Regions from separate parts of the Danio rerio genome. Here region 2 is linked to region 1. A link is a contact called in public Hi-C data. All regions are on one chromosome and are shown on one strand. The core of a region is the stretch at or near the end of the contact, and the rest is flanking DNA. Distances in the headings are between cores, read along the strand shown. Region 1 holds the start of gb:ex154042 (expressed sequence EX154042). Region 2 overlaps gb:ex154042 (expressed sequence EX154042).

Region 1 (3,634 bases), core at 1,097-3,596:
AACAATCAGTAGCGCGGCCTGATAAATGATCAAGTACATTACACCAATGTTGGAGAAATAGGAAAATATTGAAAATAAATAAGAAATAGGCTGTCTGTCAATCATCAGCTTAAGCCAGTCAAAAAAAGAAAGAAAAAAAACACAATGCAAAATTGCTCTAGCCATCAACCAACGATGGCACACCGGCCTCTAAACCTTTCAGTTTAGCGTGTTCTTAATCCCCCAACACGAGTGTAATTTATTTCATTATTTATCAGCTTATTGCACTATTCATTAGTTGTGTCTTTATTTAAGCAGGGATTTGTGAACGTATGTACTCATTTATTTATTTATTGTTTTATTTATGCAGGGATTTATGAATAGATTCGTTGATTTTCTTTTTCGGTTTAGTCCCTTTATTAATCAGGGGTGGCCACAGCGGAATGAACTGCCAACTCATCCAGCATAAGTTTTACGCAGTGAATGCCCTTGCAGCTGCAAGGCATCACTGGGGAAAAAAAAACATACACACTCATTTGCACACATACACTATGGCCAATATTAGCTTACCCAGTTGATCAAAAGCGCATGTTTTGGACTTGTGGTGAAAACCTAGGCGAGCATGGGGGGAAAATGTAAACGCCACACAGAAATACAAAGTGAGCCTGTATAGATTTGCTTATTTATCCCTTTCTTTAAGTGTCTTTTCTTATTGTTCTTTATCGTCTTTGCAGGTGTGGTCCACCTTCGCTTGTAGTCAAGGACGAGAAAAGGTAAAAATGTAAAAACAAATAAAACGTGGCCCCGAGCTCCACCGGCTGCATTTGGATCCGAAACTTGGGCCGAATCTTGATTGCCAATTGATATCACGTGTTTTGGGTCACTTTGGATGAGCTTGAATTTGAACAGCCGCAGCCGAGCCCGGGGACCGTAATTGAGCAGCTGCACGGAATTGTATTTATACGTGCGATAGGAGCGCTGTTTCTCATCGACGGTAGGCCACATTTTCAACCGTCGCCTAGACTGCAAAGGTAGACGCCACCCAGCTCTTCCAGCAACGTGCTGTCATTTTTGCTTGTTTAAATTTTAATTTTATTGCATTTGTAGCCGTTTTTAAGGGCGAAGTGTGCTTCCCACAATGCATTGCGGCAACGAACGACCAATCAAGGGGATTGCTGGGTTCCAGAGCTGTCTTTTCCGCCTTCTGTGTGTAAATCATGTCGAGAACGCCAAACAATACCATGTACTAGGACGTGGGAGTGCGAGGCGCGCCTGGGGGACACGTAAAGGGCCGTGGACTGGTACAACTCGCCCAAACTCACCCTCCGTTGGCCGTTTGATTGACAGACGATCCGGCCCATCCGGCCGCTACGCTTTGACCACGCCCCGAGGACCGTGAACAGAGACCCAGGCATGCAAACGATTAATCCGCCCTCTTACAGTTTCGTAGATCCGTCACTTTTTGTCTTGCTTGATATTCCGGCTTTTTGTGCTTTGAATTATGCGTTGTGGTATCGGTATATGGAGTGACTTTATTCTTCAATGCGGAAGTTGTCTTGTTTTTAGCAGTGGCGCCCCCAGAAAATTGTCTTAGGGGTGGCCAGAAGAGGCCGCACCAAATCTTGGGGTGGCACACAAAAAAAATTATGAATTCAGTGTAATGTTATATTTTTGTTTTTGGTAAATGTAATAATGTAGTTTTTTTTTCATTTAATTAACTCTTCTTGAAATATTGCTATTTATTCCTTGAAGTAATTCAGGAAGTACATGTGCAAATGTATTTGGGTACAAACCAAATAAAAATCTGTTTAGTTTAAAAACACTTTTCATATATATATATATATATATATATATATATATATATATATATATATATATATACTGTATAAATAACTTTTTACATGCTTGTATTGTTCATCATACGGTATATGCCATGTCTAAAATTAATGAAGATTAATGAGTTTATTATTCCCAGAGATGGGTTGCAGCTGGAAGGGCATCCACTGTGTAAAAATGTGCTAGATAAATTGGCGGTTTATTCCACTGTGGCGACCCTGGATTAATAAAGGGACTAAGCCGAAAAGAAAATGAATAAACTTCATCGCGCAGCACGTACTATTTTAATATTACGTCGTCGCGAAATTCAAAAGCAAAACCGTAAAATTTGTGAATTCAAAAGCCTATGGTGTTCATTATGCTCGGGAATGAGCATTATAACTGTAAATTGTAACTGCTTCATTCAAGAGGATTTGTATAAAAAAAACAAAAAATAAAAAAAAACACTCGACTCTGGGAGTCGATTCCTGTCTTGGAGTCGATTCCGGTAGTGGGTCCATTGAGAGTCGAGGAATCGACTTCCCTAGATTTGTCCAAGGAGTCAGATTTCGATACAACACTGCCCGCCCTTTCCATCGTTTGCTTCAGTTGACAGTTAGCTTAAAATCAGCCCAAATTATCGGAAATGGCCAGCGATAATACATCTTGGAAAACAACAGTTATAATCAGCTCCTCTTCGCAGGTTCATTTTCAATAATATTGTTAATCATTACTGAATGTATGGCTTGCCGTACATCCCATTTAAGGGATTTACTCAAATGTTGACCGATTTATCCATGATGTATTTAAATGTTTTATTCTATTTCGTAATGTCTTTACAGTGTGATGAGGCTTCACGGCTGCTTTTAGCACAGCAGCACAGGATTCGCCGATCAGATAGCATTCTGGACTCTTCCTTCGTTTTCCCCTTGTCAGGTAACTTGTAAAGGCGTTATATTTTTTTCAACTAATTTGGTCCCTTTTTAGACGGTGTTTTCTGCATTTTCATCCCGCTTATAAAAACTGTTCATCCCAGTAACAGTTTAATCGTGTTTTAAAGTACGTTTAAAACCGCCTGACCGCCATTTATCTCCTGATTATCATAATAATAGTCTAGTAGTGCCTGTCTTCTCTTATATCAGCAGAGGGCGCAACGAACTGCGCCGTAACTAAAAACTGAACCCGAAGGAGAGAACATCATCATCTTCAAAAAAGCGTTACTCGTGTTTTAAAGAAGTCTATCACCAATTACTTATGATAAAATAAATTATTACTACTGCTATGTACGGGTTATGACTGAAACAGGGTGTCAATTCATGTTCATAAAACTTTCTTTGGTCAGTAAAGTAACTCCCACATACACATGGGGACTTAGGCTTTGCTAGGGCAGTTTTTTTAAATACATTAAAGTACTCTGCTCTTGGCTGAATAGCTATAAAACTCAATCATGTTTATCATTGTTTAATTTATAAAGTAAAAATTATATACATCAGTGTTATTGATTGTATTTATAGATATATTTTACTGAATCTCATACCAAAACCGTCACCCTAAAACCGAACTAATCTGTGAGAAGTCTGTGTAGTTAAGGACATCAAACTGCCCTTTATTTTACCTAACTGCAGTCAAATGTACATTTACTTATATTTTGCTGTTTGACAAAAATGCAGACTGTGTTGGCCCAATGTCAATTGCCTACAGATCTCTATTTTGACAGGCTAGGGATCCACTGAGAACTTCAGGTGGCTTCTGGTGGACAACAGTACTGAGAACAGAAACATTGCATCAAAGGGTCTTTTGAGTTTGTTAGAAAACAAAAGTCGATTAGCAAAATGGACAG
Region 2 (3,760 bases), core at 632-3,131, 58 kb after region 1:
AGGCTTTACTTTATAAAGAGAAATAACAGATAAACCAAGACTGCTGTTCAGTCAATTTTCCTAACGGATAAACAGCCCTCATTAATAGTTCAGCATGCTTTCACTTTCGTATTTTACACGAAATGCACAATTACTAGTAGGAATGACATCCCGCTCTTCTTATCATTCTCTCTTCATTAAGCTGTATATGCCTATTACATATCCATAATACAATATGAAATAGCCGGACTCAGATTGTATCGTTTTCTCACTACAATCGATCCGCTTCGTTTCAATCGAACCAAGACTACCTCATTCAGAAGATCTGAGCAATTGTTTTGGTGTGGAACCGAGCGTGATTGTTGGATTCACATATGCCAAATGAACGGCGCTAACTGGGCAAACAAGACAGGTTCCAAAACAAAAGTCTAGGTGTGAAAGCACCCTTAATCTCTGCCTCAGCAGCGTCAGATAAACAGCACAGTGACAGGCATGAATGAAGCAGATCTCACGTAACGTTTGTGAGAAATACTACAGTAAGAACTCTCTCAATGATTATTTATTGTATTTGTTGAGGAGTTTATTCAAACCTATCGATGAGTCACACACAATGTCGTAACAGTTCAAGCACACATACACACACACACAGCGGGGACACACACAGCACACGCGTTAAACTTTGCACTGTTTTTGCATGACAAATATGACTAACTAAAAATTAATATCCTCGGCTGTATGAATATCTGTTATGTTAATGTATAAAATAAACCTGATTTAACGTCCACAAATCGGGATTGAAGCATCTTCATTTATAATTATACTAACATACAGCTGTGGTGATAAAGCTGTAGTAAATTGCTGTAATTCATTAACATGCACGGTTTAAAAAATGTTTTAAACTTGTAAAACTCATTCTTGATCACATTTAATGATGACTGATGATCACAGAGAGCTTAACAGATCTTTTAATCCCAGTTGCTTTGCGCACGTCCTGTCTTGTGGATATGATGTGCGTTACTACGAAACATGTTAATATGTGTGTGTCAATCAATTCAGTGGGTGGGGAAACCGCACTCCTACATCACGATGTTGTGAGCATCAAGATAGAAAGGGATTTGAATCCTATTTTAACGTCAGGAAATTTTAAAAAGGCATTCCTATGACTGTGGACACACTATACCTACACACAGTTCTGTCCAAACAGCTGACAAAAGAGGATTTTCATCATTGGTGCCCTTTGAAATATTAAAAACCCAAGGACAATCTTTGTAATTTAAACAACTAAAAATGACTCTCAGCAGATAGTCATGTTTTTTAATAACCCTATCACTGCAAACGTATTTATTTTCCTTCTAAGCAAACTGTTATTATAGTAGGGCCCTAAATCTGAACAGACAAGGCAATGAAAGTTGTTGTGTTTTTTTTCCGATGCTGTTGAAAGCCTTGAGGGAGCTGTGGTATTGAACAGACATGTGCACCCACTACATAACATGTTTACCCTCCTCATTTACACCTGTCAAAAAGGGAATCAATACTCTCACACTACAAGCATGGTGCAAAAAAGCCGTTTTCCTCTGTATCAGAACAGTTGCACTAAGCCACACAGGATAGAATGAGGAGTCAAAAAGGAGAAGATGTCAAAAAGGGGTGTGACAGAGGTAGTGAGGTAAGATCAACACATGCACACTTAGCAGAGAAGAGTGTTTTCAATTCCTGTGGTTGGCGTTCGGCTGTGCATGCAGCACTCTGATACGCAGAGAATGGGGATGGTGAGGGATCTCAAGCTTTCTTCCAAGAATTTGTGTTTTTCTTGAGGTTTCTCCCCCCTCCCCCTTATAGTGTTGTGATAAAGGAAAGGCAGTTAGCTGACTTCCTTCTGCTCAGCTGCATAAAATCAGCAGGTGGCAGGCTGCAGCTCAGGACATCAAGCGTCTGAGTAATGGCTTCCTCACTTCAGCAGCCCCCAGTGCTGCAGAGACCCCCAAGCAGAAAACATGTTGTTGCCAATTAATTGTCCTTTTCAATGTATTCTAGTGGTGTCACCATCTCATGAAGATTGCAGCTGCTCAGACAAAATCAGAAGAACTTAATTTTAAAAAGTATGCAAAATCTTTTTTTGAATGTGTCTGATTTGTCATTCATTCTTGTAATGCACCAATTTTAAAATTCTGGTTAAAGTTACAATATTATAATAATAATTATTATAATTGTATAAATCACATTTATTGTGCTGTTACTTTTAATTATTTTCCAATATATCAAATTTTATTATGAAAATCAGACTGATTATGAAATTCAAAACTGTTGTTTTGACCCTATTTAATGTGGCATGACAGACAGACCATGTGATTGTAGTGTAATGTAAATGTAATGTGTATTTATATAGTACATTGATTGGCCATACACCTAAAGCGCTTCACAATCAAGAGGGGGGTTTCTCCACACCACCACCAGTGTGCAGCATCCACCTAGATAATGTGATGGCAGCCAGTGCGCTCACCACACACCAGCTACTGGTGGAGTGGAGAAACAGTTACAGAGCCAATTCAGTAGATGGGGATGATTGGGAGGCCATGATGGGGGCCGATGGAGGGAATTTGGCCAGGACACAGAGGTTACACCCCTACTCTTTACAAAATAGGGCTATGGGATATTTAATAAACACAGAGAGACAGGACCTTGGTTTAACGTTTCATCCAAAAGACGATAATTGTATAATTTCTTCTTTACAAATAGTTGAAAAAAAATTATCAAATCAAATCGCAAAACATTTAAAAGAAATATTAAAATTTTCTGAAATGCATCATGTCTTGTGTAATCACTTGAAATTAGTTTTTCAGTCATAGAAATATGGCAATGAAACGTGATTTCATTCAAGGCTGCATTAAACGCAGGAAAACCAGAAAGAAGCTATTTGCAAAATGTCTGCAGATAGTTTATTTAAAATATTAGTTTTGTTTTTATTATTTAATGTATGTTTCAATAAACTGCTTGCAGCCACAAAGCAAGGCATTGATTTGCTGAGGTGGCAAAATGTCTTCTGTAATATAGCGTAATGTCAACATCAGGATCTCCAGTTTCTATACATTGTATTGAGTGCTGGTGATGCATCGTGAACCTGATTTTTTCACTTTTTTTTTTTTTTTTTTTTTTTTGACCAAAAATGTTTGATCGGGCTCATGTTAGGTGAATTTGGAGGCCAATGCATTGACATAAATTCATCAACATGTTCTATTCTTCATGATTCTGGCAGCCTGGGTTGGTGAATCGTTTGTTGCAATTTTTGGGTCCACTGGCTCCACAACAGGCACCTGGCATGTGTCAGGGATTGTGTTGTTGAGATATAGGCATAGTAAGTCCCAAGAAATGATTACCCACAGCATAAAACCACTGCCGTGTTTCCCAGCAGTGTATCCAGGAGCCATCCGCTCTGTTTTTAATCTTCATATAGCCATCAAAGTGATGTCCAAGGAATCTTGATTCATCAGACCGGGCCACTTTCTTCCAAGTAGTCCAGCCTTTGTGAACCTGGGCCCATTTTATGCATTTTTGGCAATGGTTTTCATGCATGTTTACCATGAGGACAAAACTGGGTCAAAGGCTACACAGGCCTATGTGTTAAATGAAAGTCTATATTGAAACTGCAAGCTATGGCACATTGGCCTTGTCACCACTGTTGTAAATGCTGGTGATATGTCAGACTGTGTGGCCTTGCAGTTGCTATAAACAATGCTCAATTATCTCCACTTCCCTTTGGCATGAGGAATGAGTTGTGGACAAC

Evidence for each region. Hi-C and Micro-C count contacts between places; a contact is called where the count stands out from the background.
Region 2: a contact with region 1 is called in a Hi-C map of embryo, with 2.2 times the contacts expected there. The contact joins the enhancer-like site here to the promoter of gb:ex154042 in region 1. A contact is called at or near these places in 6 of 18 Hi-C or Micro-C datasets (caudal fin, embryo, gastrula embryo and 2 more) and 1 of 4 datasets of contacts at active chromatin or transcription factors (caudal fin).

Annotation. Positions count from the first base shown.
Region 1 is chr6:31,469,774-31,473,407 of GRCz12tu, forward strand. It overlaps gb:ex154042 (expressed sequence EX154042), which reads left to right and starts at 2,347. Exons shown (of 6, transcript XM_073954182.1): 1 at 2,347-2,497; 2 at 2,637-2,730. The coding sequence starts at 2,441.
Region 2 is chr6:31,528,565-31,532,324 of GRCz12tu, forward strand. The region is part of intron 5 of gb:ex154042 (expressed sequence EX154042); the gene reads left to right. All of the region lies in intron 18 of evi5b (ecotropic viral integration site 5b), which reads right to left. Among named protein-coding and RNA genes, the nearest start is that of gfi1ab, 19 kb to the left of the region's middle. Within about 2 kb of position 1,882, at least 4 of the 62 cell types and tissues checked have an H3K27ac peak or open chromatin away from gene starts, as enhancers often do.